Linked DNA regions of Mus musculus: all the other regions are linked to region 4. Evidence: chromatin contacts called from public Hi-C and promoter capture Hi-C data. All regions are on one chromosome and are shown on one strand. The core of a region is the stretch at or near the end of the contact, and the rest is flanking DNA. Distances in the headings are between cores, read along the strand shown.

What was found. Promoter capture Hi-C pulls out the DNA fragments that hold promoters and counts their contacts. A called contact is a pair of places that touch in the nucleus more often than the background predicts.
Region 1: a promoter capture Hi-C map of hippocampal neurons shows a contact between it and region 4, with 4 times the contacts expected there. The contact joins the promoter of Atmin here to the promoter of Mbtps1 in region 4. A contact is called at or near these places in 2 of 39 promoter capture datasets (cranial neural crest and hippocampal neurons).
Region 2: a contact with region 4 is called in a promoter capture Hi-C map of embryonic stem cells, with 2.3 times the contacts expected there. The contact joins the promoter of Plcg2 here to the promoter of Mbtps1 in region 4.
Region 3: a contact with region 4 is called in a promoter capture Hi-C map of pre-B cells, with 2.2 times the contacts expected there. The contact joins the promoter of Slc7a5 here to the promoter of Mbtps1 in region 4. A contact is called at or near these places in 3 of 39 promoter capture datasets (embryonic stem cells, erythroid cells and pre-B cells).
Region 5: a contact with region 4 is called in a Hi-C map of muscle stem cells, with 8 times the contacts expected there. The contact joins the promoter of Map1lc3b here to the promoter of Mbtps1 in region 4. A contact is called at or near these places in 2 of 484 Hi-C or Micro-C datasets (CD4 T cells and muscle stem cells) and 1 of 9 other capture datasets (adipose tissue).

What each region holds. Positions count from the first base shown.
Region 1 is chr8:116,942,009-116,944,708 of GRCm38.p6, forward strand. It overlaps Atmin (ATM interactor), which reads left to right and starts at 1,385. Exons shown (of 4, transcript NM_177700.4): 1 at 1,385-1,742. The coding sequence starts at 1,419. It also overlaps a transcript of Cmc2 not described here.
Region 2 is chr8:117,497,001-117,499,700 of GRCm38.p6, forward strand. Plcg2 (phospholipase C, gamma 2) reads left to right here and starts at 1,275. Exons shown (of 33, transcript NM_172285.2): 1 at 1,275-1,429.
Region 3 is chr8:121,906,206-121,908,984 of GRCm38.p6, forward strand. Slc7a5 (solute carrier family 7 (cationic amino acid transporter, y+ system), member 5) reads right to left here and starts at 1,481. Exons shown (of 10, transcript NM_011404.3): 1 at 861-1,481. The coding sequence starts at 1,401. It overlaps BC048644 (cDNA sequence BC048644), which reads left to right and starts at 1,628. Exons shown (of 2, transcript NR_167716.1): 1 at 1,628-1,808.
Region 4 is chr8:119,557,487-119,560,186 of GRCm38.p6, forward strand. Mbtps1 (membrane-bound transcription factor peptidase, site 1) reads right to left here and starts at 1,275. Exons shown (of 23, transcript NM_001167910.1): 1 at 1,160-1,275.
Region 5 is chr8:121,589,000-121,591,699 of GRCm38.p6, forward strand. It overlaps Map1lc3b (microtubule-associated protein 1 light chain 3 beta), which reads left to right and starts at 1,439. Exons shown (of 4, transcript NM_026160.5): 1 at 1,439-1,565. The coding sequence starts at 1,526.

The sequences.
Region 1 (2,700 bases), core at 135-2,634, 2.6 Mb before region 4:
AAACCCTTTCCTCCCCCAACTTGCTTTTTGGTCACGGTGTTTTATCACAATAGAAACCCTAACTAAGGCTTAAAGACATTTCCTCCATACATACCTTTTTAAGGGGGAGGGGGGATGGTTTGATTTTATTTGTATGAGTGCTTTGTTTGCATCTGTGTATGTATACCACATTCGTGCCTGGGAACTGGAGTTATGGATGGTTGTAAACCACCATTTGGGTGCTTGGAATCAAACCTGTCTTGTGTAAGAACATTAAGTGCTCTTAACCACAGAGCCATCCCCCTAGCCCCACTAGCTCCCTTTGACCACTCTCCCGACCAGTCAGTCACATACAAAGAAGTCATTCTGCCCACAAGGTTCATGAGTGGCTGAATGGGAACTGCCGAAGCCCTTGCACTTGCTGGGGTATTTATTCTACTTCGTAACTCTCCCTGGTACAGTTGGCAGGAATCTGGACCTGGAATCTGAACAAGAAAGCCTAGCGTCATGCTGAACAATTCTCAAAAATGCCTGCTTCAGAATTCCTGGAGTCTGAGTATGTCCCCAAGGCAAAGGGACTCTGCAGTTGAGCCCATTGGCCCTGTGATACCCAGGTCCAATGTAGTAGGTGGCATGATGACGATAGATGTCGGTTATGAAATGTGACAGACTCAACTTCCCATTCCTGATTTTGGTGTAAAGGAAGGCCCATTGGCAAAGAAATGCAGGTGACCTCTAGACGCTGAAAAAGGCAAGATCCTTGGAAGAACAAGCCCAGCTGACACCTTGCTTTCAGCCGACTAGATCCACCTCAGACTCTTCCCTCTTCAGAGATAAGAGAGAATTAGTCTGTGGGGGCTGGGCTGTAGCTCAGCTGGCAGAGTACACGTCTAAGGCACTGGGTTCAATCTTTAACGCTACCACTAGGCTTAGTAAAACCCCAGGAGTATGGAGGTAGTGGTAAGAGAATAAGGAGTTCAAGGACTCCTTGATTATATGGGGATTCTGAGGCCAGGCGGGGCCTCAAAGAATAAGATAAGTTTGTTTTGTTTTGTTTTTAGTGTGCTACCGATCAAATCCAGGGCCTTAAGCATGCTAATCAAATAGTCTACAATATAAAATTTATTCCTAATAACAATAAATCAACGGTCAAAAAAAAAAGGTTAAACCTGAAAGCATCTCTTTCTCTTCTATCCAGCTGTTGCCTGAGCTCAGGTCCCTAGGAAGTAGAAAGTGTGGGTTCATGGAACCTATCCAATTCACCTGTTCTCCCAGCACATGGGACTTCAACCTCCAACACGCGCTCGCCGCGGCCGGCGGGCGGCGCTGCGGCCACCGACCGGCCGGATGCTAATGAGCCCGGAGGCCCCGCCCCCTGCCGGAAGTGGCTGCGGCGGGGGCGGGCACTGCGAGAGGGGCCTGGCGGCCGTGCGGGAGCCATGGCGGCCACGGAGGCGGCGGCGGCCGATTCTGCGGGTCCGGCCCCGGGTGTCCCGGCCACGCCGGCGAGCACGCGGGGAGCCGCCGCCGCCTCTAGCCCGTGGAGGCCGCCCGAGTCGCGACTGCAAGGCAGCCGGCCGAGACCGGCCAGGGCTCGGGCCGCGGCCCCGGTGCCACCGGCCCGGGAGCTGATCCAGCCGACTGTGAGCGAGCTGTCCCGGGCTGTGCGCACCAATATTCTGTGCACCGTGCGCGGCTGCGGCAAGATCCTGCCCAACAGCCCTGCGCTCAACATGCACCTCGTCAAGAGCCACCGACTGCAGGTGAGCGGGCCGCGGCGGGGACGCGGGCGCGGGGTGTGCGGGGTTTGCGCCGTGCCCTGCCACCTGCGCCCGACCGACCGAGCACGGCGAGAGCGCGGGGGAGCGCGCACAACGCACCGGGCAAGCAGCTTCTCGGTGGCGTGCCCACAACACCTCGGGGAGCCTGCCTGTTTACTCAGGTTCCAAGGATGAGCGACAGGTGATGTCGCCAAGGCACCCAGATGCAACCCCGCAGGCTTTCCGCCCCTCCCACGAAACTGCCGGTGGGTCCTACCTGGTCACTCAAAAGCGGCTGCGGGTTGGGTTGGACTCTGGGCACTTGAGCTGCAAGTTTCACGAGGCTGCTGAGATCAACTCTGCGCAGGAAGGAGAGGGGAGGGAGGTTTCTCCCGTGGATCTGTAAGGAGGAGGTTCACCGGTAGCTGGTATGACGGATGTCTGACCAAGACCTCTCCGTGTTACATAAATGGGGACGGTGGCTTTCAAACCCATGGTATACTCTGGAAGCTTGGGGGAGGAAATCAGATGTTAGGGCCCCCATGCCAGACCTGTTAAGTCACAGCTGCTCAGCTTTTACAGTAGAAAGCTTCCTTTCACCGTCAGATCTCAGTGCCCCCAGTGCTCCAACTGGAAAACGCAAGTCACTGAAAGCAGTTTTGTGCGCCTTTCCCCTGGTCAGATTTGAGTCATTACTTGGAGGGTTGCAGGATCTCTCTGACCTGCAGGTGAATTCACCGTGGGCATCCCCCACCCCCACCCCTGAGAACTCCCCAACTGTAACTTTTAGGTTTTACTCTGTAGTAAGGCCAATAAGTGTAGTAAGGCCAACAAAAGGCAACAGTGATGTCAGGGAAAGGTCAGTCAGGAAATGTCAGCAGGGGCAAGCTGAGGAAGTTCTGTGTAAAGGTTTGAGCCTCGTTCCAGAACACAACTCACTACAGGCTCCAACCTGAAGCTT
Region 2 (2,700 bases), core at 25-2,524, 2.1 Mb before region 4:
GTAGCCTGGGCTACATAAAACCAAGTCTTTTTGTTTGTTTGTTTGTTTGCTTGCTTGTTTATTTATTTATTTATCCTTCAAAACAGAATTTCTCTGTGTGGCTCTGGCTGTCTTGGAAGTCCTTCTGTAGACCAGGTTGGCCTCAAACTCAAGAGATTCACCTGCCTCTGCCTCTTGAGTGCTAGGATTAAAGGCACCCAGAAGAAACCAAGTCTCTCTCTCTCTCTCTCTCTCTCTCTCTCTCTCTCTCTCTCTCTCTCTCTCTCTTTCTTTGGACAGGGTTTCTCTGTGTGGCTTTGGCTGCCCTGGAATTCTCCTTGTAGACCAGGCTGGCCTCAAATTCACAGAGATCTGCCTACCTGGGCCTCCTAAGTGCTGGGATTACCAGCCTGAAATCAAATCAAATCATCAAATCTTAAATCTCTCTCTCTCTCTCTCTCTCTCTCTCTCTCTCTCTCTCTCTCTCTCTCTCTGTCAGAATGGAGAGGTGGTTTAGCAGTTGAGAGCACATATTGCGCCTACAGAGACTGGAGTTCAGCTCCCAGCAACCCACATAGCCACAACAGCCTGTGACTCCAGCTTCAGAGAATCCTATGAGCTCTAGCCTCCCTGATCCCCTGTATTCACAGAAATGGATTCACATAAACACACACATATACACATAATTTAAAAATAATATTAAAAAAATTTTTTTGGACACAGATCTCACTGTATAGCCCTAGCTGGCCTTGAACTAATTCAGAGATGTAATTTTGTCATTCTGCCTTCCTAGTTATGGGATTAAAGGTATGGACCGTTAAGCGGAAAAATACATTTTTTTTTCCCCAGAAAAAAAAGCAACGAGTTTTAAAGAACACAGTCTTCCAATTTAAAAGCCAAGATTTCAGTTCTCTAGTGCCCAGTTACTCTTTGAAACAAACTTTTGAGCCTGGCACTGTTTTGCAGAGATGGAAACTGAGGCTGCGGCATTTAAGATAGGAAACAATGTACTACTAAATTCAGCTCTGTCAACCCCGAGTGGGTGAAGATAATCAATGCATGCATGGTATCTGTATGCAGTAGGCGCCCCATAAACTCTGATATTCTTGGGAAATTTCTGTTCTCTTGGCTAAGCGATCGCGGCCAGGCAGGTGGTACTGGGGCTGCCTCAGTTTCCCCCTGGTCGGGCAAGGCATGACTCTTTTAGGATGCTCTGGCGGGTCGGGACCCGCCTTGAGACAGGGCGGCGCGTTAAGGGGGGCGGCCCCGAGGAGTCACGTGGCGCGGCCGCCTCCAAAGCAGAAGTAAGGAGCGCCGCTGAGCAAGACCTGCGCTGCCGGACTGCCCGGGCCCCAGGCGGCTGCTGCACGAGGGACCCCCGAGTCCCCCCAACCCGTGGCTGGCAGGCCCAGGGATTGTGCGGGTGGCTGCGCTCCGGGGGTACCGCCAGGTGAGTAGCCAGGATGGATGGAGCTCCCCGGGGACTTGCGCGTGTGCGGGGACCCTAGAGCTGGCACCGCGTTGGGTGGGGACTGCGCCGGAGCCCAAGAGGGCGCGGGCAGGGCTGGGGTGCGCGATCCGGGCAGGTGGCCGGGTGTGCCCTGGGGAACCCTTGCTTAGGGACAGCCGGGCCCGGCCCAGCCGCCGGCCACTTCCTCTCCTGGGGCTGGCGCCACCTCTCCAGGGTGAGCAGTGGCCAACTAGGGTTTGAATGAGAGACGCGGCTCCGGGTGCTGGGGTGGCCGAAGCGTCTACCTCGCCACCGAGAGTCCTACGCGGGAGCCGCGTCCCTGCTTGCGGGGACTTGATTTTGAACAGTACTTCCCAGTAGTACACAGGTGGCTCCGGGGTGGGGCGGAGCAGCTCTTTCTCCACACGCGATTCTGGGACCCGCCCCTCCCGCAATTCAGTTCAGTTTGGGGATCTCAAAGAGGTCATTTGCCTCGCGGGGAGCCAGAATTCGAAGGGAAGGTGGGTTGTATCCGGACCTAGGAGGTTGATACCTGGAAAGTCAGGAGCAGGCCCTGTCCGTACCCTGATCTCGAACTGTTGAGAGAGAGGCTGGCAGGGCGAGGGGCCGACACGCCCTGGAAACAGGTGGCTTTCTCTCTGAGACCTAAATTTGAATTTCAGTTCCATTTATGTGACACAGCACACAGAGAGGAGCCCCCCCACCCCCACCCCCCGAGTCCAGGTTTCTCTCTTGGGTCCCGTACTAGACCAGAGCCTGTTTTCCGGGGCATCAAAGAGACTCCCTGCAGTTCCTGACCCTGGTGGCAAAGGCCCTTCCTGGTGGGCACAGGTCATGGCCCCTGCTCTTTGCTTCTGCGGGACACTTACAGGATGTTGGGGTCGGGACTAGCCCTAGGCTGTTACCCATTTTGCACGGTTGTGGGCAGCAGTGTAGCAGTCCCAGGGGATTTTGGCTGTGGATTTTTATTGATGCTTAAAATTACTCGGTGCTTGGCCTCCCAGGCAAGGCGGCGTGTGTGGGGTACTCTGAAGGAGCCCCAGCGGGGACCCTTTTGCACCTCCTGGGCGAAGTTGGTGGGAAGTTACTGGTGGGAAAACTTCTGCAAATAATTAATTTCGAAAATAGGCAACCCTCTCCCTGCCCTGTCTCCGCAAAAGGGCTTTTCTGTTTCAACTAACAGAGTGGACCCATTCATATGTCTTGTCCCATCCTCTCTCATTGGCCCCCTCTAGATTTACAAGCAATGC
Region 3 (2,779 bases), core at 231-2,730, 2.3 Mb after region 4:
TAGCTGCCTGAACTCATCTGTAATTTTGAAAGTAGCATGATTTATTTCCAGGTTGCTCTCCACCACCAAATCATGTGGCATTTGCTTCAAACGATCATTTTCCCCCAGTCCTGAAAAATCACACAACTGTTTTTGAAAGCAGAAATCAATCCGTCTTGACCTATGCGTCCCATAAAGGCTACACTCAACAGCTGTTACCTGGCACATCTTGGGACCCCTCAAGCCCACCCACACAGACTGTCGTCTGTCTGCAGCCGAGTTTCTTTTAGTCCTTTACTGACAGGCAGGCTTTACACGATTCCGCTACTCATCTTAAACGAGCAAGCAGCCATCACTACCACACACAAATTTATTACTACTGTTTTCTTATGAGTCAGCCAGTTCACTGATTCCTGATAGGCCGGTTTTAAGAACATAAGTGATTTTTTTTTTTAAACTGCAATTTCCCTCTTAGCAACCAGTCAGCAACTGAAGCTGAAACAGGAAACTGGCATATCTGCCACTCCACGTGGTGCTTTGCTGAAGGCAGGGAGTGTATTGCTCTCACCCGGGACAGAGTAGATCTCTCGTACTTAGAATTCAGGTCGGGAAGCGGGATGCCTGCCGCGGGGTCAGAGCCGCGACCCACTGAGGTCTCGCGAGGGCTGTCCCGAAAGCATAGACACTATGAATGGATTAAAGAAACGCACGTGGGTTCTGGGGCCTGTGACTTTAGCCTGGAACTGCCGAGATGGTTCAGGGATGGACAGATGGAGGGATACTGGGATGGGTGTTGCCGAGCTGTAAACGCAGGAACCTTGGCTCGCGCCCACCCGGCCCCGCCCCAGCCCGGCCCCACCCCAGCCCGGACCCCTACTTACGCACGCAGAGGCAGGCCACGAGCTTGGCAGCTTCCTCGGGCACCGGACAAGTGGGGAAGACCGGCTTGAGCAAGTAGGTGGCGAAGACCAGCGCCACGATGTACTGCGAGGAGGGCCGAATGATGAGCAGCTCGATCCAGAGCTTGAGGAAGGCGGGCAACGAGCCGTAGACCTCCAGCATGTAGGCGTAGTCGCCGCCTGACTTGGAGATGGTGGTGCCCAGCTCCGCGTAGCAGAGTGCGCCCACGATGGAGAAGACGCCGCACACAGCCCACACCACGAGCGACAGTCCGGGCGACCCCGCTTCCTTGAGCACGCCGGTGGGCGTCACGAAGATGCCAGAGCCGATGATGGTGCCCACGATGATGGCCACACCGTTGAGCAGCGTGATATTGCGCTGCAGGGTCACGCCTTCGCCCTCGGGGTCCGCGCCGTCCCCGCGCCGCGCCTCCAACATCTTCTCCCGCGCCTGCCGCTCCTCCTCCGCCGCCGCCGCCGCCGGGGTCGCAACCGCGCGCCTCTTGGCGCCCGCGACCGCCATGCTCTCGGCGTTCCCGGCTCGGCCTGGATACCCGGCGTGCGCGCGGCCGAGCCGCTCTCCGCGTACTGAGAAGTGCGTCTGCGTCCGCCCCGCCCGCGCGGCCTTTTATCTCTACCGTTACCCGCCCTCCAGGCTCCGCCCATCGCCGCTGCTGTTGGTTCAGCTCGCAAAGGCCCCCGCCCCCTCAGCCCGCGCGACCCCGCCTCCTTCGCGGGCCCCCGCCCCCAAGTCTGTTAGAGCACGTGGAGCGTTAAGATCCTGAAACTGAGGACTACTGATGTGTTTAACGCGGCGTGACTACTGATGGGTTTATCGCGGCGTGTTTCACAAGATCCGAATGTTGTACGCGGGTGGAGAGTCGACTCACACCTCCTCACAAGTCCTGTGCAGGATGTCAGGGCCGATTGGTAAGGGCGTGCTTCTTCTCCCGCCCCAGGCGGCGCAGAGGACTTGTCAAGGGAGAAAGCACCGGAAGGGGGGTGGCTCAGTGTATAGTCCCAACACCTGCCCGGAATCCTGGCCCTGCCTCGCGGGTGTTTATCTCCGCTTCCTCCAGTGTGCATATCCTGTGCGTCTGGGAGATGAAGGATAAATATCTTATCTAGGATAAGTGGGGGTGGGTTGTGGGGTGAGGCACCCCTATAGTCCAACTTGGTCCAGAGGAAACGAGTCTGAGGGCGAAATGATCCGTCAGCTCTGGAGGAAACGGAAGAATAGACCAGAATGGTAGCCAGCTTACTCCTGGACTTAGATATCCATCTGGTCCCAAGGAGGGTCTTGACAAAAGCTCGATTAGTGGTACACCCAATCTGGAGAAGCAAGTTTTAGAAGGGAACCAACCCAATCTACTGTAGGGTGAAAGGGCTTTAGGTTGTCATTCTTAGGAAATCTTAGGTAAGAGGGTTTTTGAGATAATGTGGTCACACATCTGGAAGGTTCAGCATCCCAGGCCTGGTGCCATCATCGTGGGCACCATTATCAGCTCTGGCATCTTCGTGACGCCCACCGGTGAGCTCAAGGAAGTGGGTTCAAGCCCTCGTGGTATGGGCTGTGTAATTTGAGCTGATGGTACGCTTGGAAAATTTCATTGGTCAAGATAAGTCCAGGAGCCCCAAGACCCCCTCCTTTTCACCAGCTGTTCCATTTTCTGTCCAAAGGAGTCCCCAGGAAAACTCACAGACAAGCAGAAGGGAAGGTGGGGGGGGGGGCTTAATTTAAGAACCTTCAGACTTGTAAGGATACAGAGCCCTGTATGCTCTGCTAAACTGTCCAGTCTGCCAAGCCTTCCCCACTGCTGAGGCATGACCAATGAAGAAATTCAAACTTCTCCCCATCTTTGGATCTACTGCTGCAGCCAAGAATGCCAGAGCTGCCCCTT
Region 4 (2,700 bases), core at 25-2,524:
GGCCTGCCAACACCGCATCACTTTTTAGATAGTAACAGCAAATTGTTGGTTATAAGGGGTGTTTAGAGACTGCAGGAGAGTCCTAATGAGCAAAAGTGCAGGTTCCAGTAGCCACTTCACCCTTACACTCAAAACAAAAACAAAAACCAAAAAGTCCACAAAAAATTAGCTCTGTGGCCAAATGTGTCACATACTGCAAGATAAGACCTTGGCAAAAGGTATTCCACATGAATAGGGGTAACTGTGGGCTATTAAACAACGGACTATCATTCAGCCGTAAAAGATGAAATACTGACTTACGCTACAACCATAAAAAAAGGTACTGGTTTATGCAACAACATAGATGAATTCTGGAAACAAGACACCAAAGGCCACATGCGACTCTTGACCCACTATTCCCAAAAAGCAAACCTAAGGAGACAGGTCCATCGGTGACTAAAATAGCAGACTAAAAATCGGTTCTAACCACAGCAGGGTACCGGGAGTCTGGGGAGTGGTTCTCAAAGCGGGCTGTGGTGCCGACTGAACTGCTCCGCAAGATGACACAAAGTCACAGGGCGGGACCACTTAATACAAGTGACCCTGTGATACATAGGACACTTTATAGAAATCACGGTCTTGCGTTTAAAAAATAACGGTAAGTGGTGTGGCGCTGTACGTCTTTAATCCCAGCGCCAGGCAGAGACGTGAGGATCAGGAGTTCAAAGCCAGCTTGAGCTACTCAGACCTTGTCTTAAATATTAACTTTTTCCCCCCCCGACTAGTTTTGCAGATTTTTATGCTTTTCTCTGTCCGGCTTTTTCATTCGCCTCCAAACCTAGGGGTTGCTAGCGAGGCTGATCCCAGAATGAAATCTTCAAGTGCTCCTCCCGTCCCTTCAAAGCGCCACTCAAAAACACCTACAGCAAATGCGAGTCCGAGCCGCGATGTGCACTGAGCTGCAGCTCGGTTCCCCGGGGCTCGCGACCGCAGGGCCCTGCGGAGGCGAACGGCGCTTGCGCACCGCGGCGCGCAGGCGCAGGCCAGGCCGCCGCAGCCGCCGCCGCCGCTCCGGGCCAATTTCTGGGGAAGCAGCTGCGGTAGCCGGCGGCCCCCGCGCGGGCAGCGGACGGCTGAGCCTAGGGCGCGTCCGGCTCTCGGCCGCCGCCGGCAAACGTACCTGCGTCCGCCTCAGGCTCGGGGTCGGCGGACCCGGGAGAACGGCGGCTCCGCCGCGAACACGCCTCGGGTCTCCATTCGGGGGATGTTTACTCGCAAGTCTCGCGAGACCACGCCGCTGGGGCGTGGGGGGGTTACGACGGCCCGGCGTGCTCTGCGCGCCCGCGACCTGCGTGCGCGCTCCTGACGGCCCGGCACCGAGGCGAGAGGCTGTGCGGAGCTCTCGCGACATTTGCGGTCTTGGGGGAGGGGTCGGGAAGGGGCGGAGCCGAGGGCGAGGCCAAATCGCCCTCTCTGGGTATATATAGGGAACCCTGGTGGTTTAGGTTTCTCCAGGTTTCCTGGCCTGGAAACTCAGGAAGGGTGCGAGCACCTTTGCGCGGCTGAAGTGGGACGGCGCCTATCCAATCTATGTGTTCTCCTGAACTACTCCCATGGCCCCAGTTTATTACTGCTGCCAGGAGGGTGCATCAGCATCTTGAGAAACAGGACGTTTGTAACACCAACTATTTACCATTTGGAACAAACAGGATCAAGGTGAATTTCGTCTGGTAAAACGCACTTGAGCAATTTAGCCACCTGTAGAACGGGCCCATTCTCAGCCTTAGTACTGAGCTGGATCGATCACTCTTGGCCCTGGCACAACCTAAGTGTGCTCGGGGACTGTGACTGAAGCAAACAGGATGGAGGAGACAAACCCTGAGTCCTAGGCTCATAAGCTCACCTTGGCTGCCAAACCTGGTATGGAAACTGGGTTTTGCATTGGGACCTCCAGCCGAGCAAACTCAAGAAAAGGGGATCCGGACCCAGGATTTAGGTCAGGGTATGGAGGGGACCTTGTGCAGCACTCTTGTGTTTTCCCTCAGGTGTTCAGTCAGAAGAGTGCATGTAAGAGGGGACAGTACTCTTGTATAGGAGCCAAGTTTCCATCCCAGAACCTGCTCACTGTAACTTCAGCTTCGGAGGGATCAGGTTTTTGGCCTCTGAGGGCACCTGCACGCCTATACATAATCCTACACAGACATACAAACGAGATTTTAAAAGGGCGGTTCTGAGACAGTAGCCCCACACATTGAAAAGGATAGACCGCATTTATTCCCAGGTTCCAGAATCCTATGGATAACCCATCATTCCGGAAACTCGCTGTGGCAACCCCATTGCCTGCCCACTCTCTGCCCTGAGACTTGAATCTTGCTCTTGGCCTGATGTCTCCCTGCTGATTCGCCACACTCTCCCCAAGGTCTTCTGTCCTTCAGATGCCTGAAGCCCAGTAATTAGAAGACCCTTGCTGGCTCAGGAGAAGCTGGGAGCAATAAGTTGATGTCATAAAGGACCCATTAAGCCTGCATACAGTAGACTTTAGCTAAAGGAGTGCTCAGAGCTGAGTAGTGGACTAACCAGACTGTAGGAAAGAGATGGCTTTACCACAAATGTAATTAAAGTTTTGGTTTTCTGGGTTTCTGTTAAGATCACCACTGATTAGGGACAGGACAAATGGAGACACCCCCGGCCATTAGGAACACTCCCGTATCAAAGACCATG
Region 5 (2,700 bases), core at 189-2,688, 2.0 Mb after region 4:
TGACATGCCTTGGGACACCAGATCTGGCTTCCATTTTGACTTTTAGCCTGGTCTCTTGCACCTCAGACCAGAAGCTTCATACAAAACAACAAAGTTCGGGCAATTAACAATGCAAAGCAAGCAAACAAAGGAAAGTAACCAGCCCTCAGGATTTCACTCCATAATGTGTTTTCAGCTTTTCCCGGTCACAGAGATGTAGAAGATCCCTTGGACAAACAGCACTTGAAGAAGGTTATTTCCATTTAAAGGAGGAAGTCTGGGCTGTAGGGATAGTACAGTGTCAGGTGGTAGGTCTGCAGGGTCACAAGGCTGGCTCAGATGTGGCATCACTGGGGGTGGGATGGGGGTGAGGTGGCTGCTCCACACTCTAGACCTGTCTGTCACCTGCTCCTACAAACTGAAGATAGGAAGTAGCTTGAGGCCCAGAGAAAGTGCTAAACCGTGGCTGACTGACCATTGGCCTGGCCTGAGGAGACTGAAACCTGTCCTAGCCTGTAATCAGGCCCAGGCTCAGCAGGAGTCAAAGTGAGGACATGCCTGTGATAAAGCCACCCTGGGGTCACCTGAGGTAGAAGGATCTGTCTGAGAAGGGACAGCTGAGATAAAGCTCTTGGGACAGAACTGTGCTCTGTGGCTTTCCAAGGTGGATCCTGTCGGGATCAGGCCTCTGCTGCAGTTCCTGGACACAGTCTGATTGCTCACCAACCAAAAAAATCTAAAAAAACAAAAAACGTGATAGGTGGTAGTAAGGAAATGAGGGCACACATGGGCTAGCACCCTGGAAAGATAGGTGAGCCATGCCCCTCAAATTCCATGCTCAGCAAGCTCAGACACATAAAAGGGCTTTTATGGGAAGAGAGAGTGGACAGGTTGCACAGCAGGTGTTGTCATCGTCTTTCTTTTTGCTGGAACAAGTCATTGATCTTGCCCTCCAGTGACAAGTCTGTAGTCCCTAAGACCTTGCTTCTCTGCGACTTCGACTTAGGAGTAAATACTTGTGTTTATGGCAGCACAAGACTCGCAGGGGAAGAGCCACAAGATCAGATCCAACCATAAGTCTCCAGACGTCTCCATAATCGTAAAGATTTAGCAGGCAAGACCACAAGTCAGTTTTTTGTTATTTGGGTTGGGGGTGGGTAGAATTTAGGAATATCAAATACAGCGGCAAGGGAGCGGACATTGGACCACCAGCTGGATCATGCAAGGACTGAAGGGGAATGAAGTCTGCAGGACTCCATCGCACCAGCGCCCGACCCACGCAGACAGTTAACAGATGCTCGCCCAGCGTGTGCCCAGCGAGCGCCCAGCGTAGCTGGCGTAGGCGCAGGCGCATGGCTTGGGCGCGTGCACGCTTGCGCGCCGCCGAGCTTCCGCCACGCCTGTCATGGCCGCTCTCGGGGGCCGCCCTCGGCCCCACCCTCGGTGACGCGCCGCGAGTCACCTGACTCGGCTGCGGACTGAGACACACACAAGGGAAGTGATCGTCGCCGGAGTCAGATCGTCTGGCTCGGGACCCCCGCGCGCCATGCCGTCCGAGAAGACCTTCAAGCAGCGCCGGAGCTTTGGTGAGCCCCGCGGGCCCGGGGATGGGAGATCCGGGTGCCGGGAGCGCTGAATGCCCGGACGCCGGTGGTGTCTTGCGGGGCCGAGACCCGGCGGGGCCCGGAGCGACGCAGCCAGTGGGATATTGGTCTCGGGGGGGTTCGGTCTCCGGGGTAGCTCGGGTGCTCAGCGTCGCCTTGGCCGTCGGTCGCCGATGGGCTCGGCGTCCCCTGCGGGACTGGAGGCCCGACCCCGGTGGCGTAGGGTACCGCAGGCTCTGCGCGCTTGGCTGTGTCCTTCGTGGGCCCCAGGTCCGGGCGCCCCGCAAGCCTCGGAGCAGCACCCAGCCGCCTTTGCACCCGAAGTCGTCTTGGGCATATGTGTGTGTGTGGAGGGGGGGGTGGCCTTTGTCTCATAACGGAAACTTAACAGCTGTTTTGTTTTGTTTGCTTGTACTGATCTTAAGTTATTCTGGAACAGCCCTCAAGAAAGGAGTGTGGGTTGGGGAAAATGAGCCGTGCACAAACATTAGCTCTGACGCGGGTCCCCAGAGTGGCCGGGGGTAATCTCTCCGAAGCTCCATCTGGCTTGCGATTGTTTTTCTCTAGATTGCCTTCCCTCTCTCCCTAACCCAGCTATTCTGAAGAAAGCGCGGGCATCCGATTGCTGCGGCTTTCCTTTGCTTTTTGACTTTATTGGACCTAAACTGGTGGGCACTGACAGTTGAGAGGTTCCCCACACAGATGTTCAAAGCGGCCCCTTTGAGGAGGCCAGGACCGGTCTTGCTCCTTTCCAGTGAGTTTGGAGGGATTTAGGTTGGAGCTCTAGAGTTTCCACTATCCAGACTGCGGGAATGTTTACAAGGTGGATGGATTTAGGTAGGGCTCACCCCAAACCGACCCTTTGTAGCTGAAGCACCTGGGTGGGGCTTAGGGCGGTGAAGCTCAGGGTCCGCCTAGTGGCAGAGTCCCATTAGCTTTCTGTTATAAATTCTTACACTTCCAGTAAGCAGCGATCATCCCCAGTGCTGTAAGGAAGGAGACTGGCAGCCAGGAGGCCCGTGTAGGCTTGCAGATTCTTAGAAGGACGCGCCCAATTTCCCAAGTTTAGAACTGATCACGTGATTTCAGGCTTCTCAAGTGGTTCCACTGAGTTTTT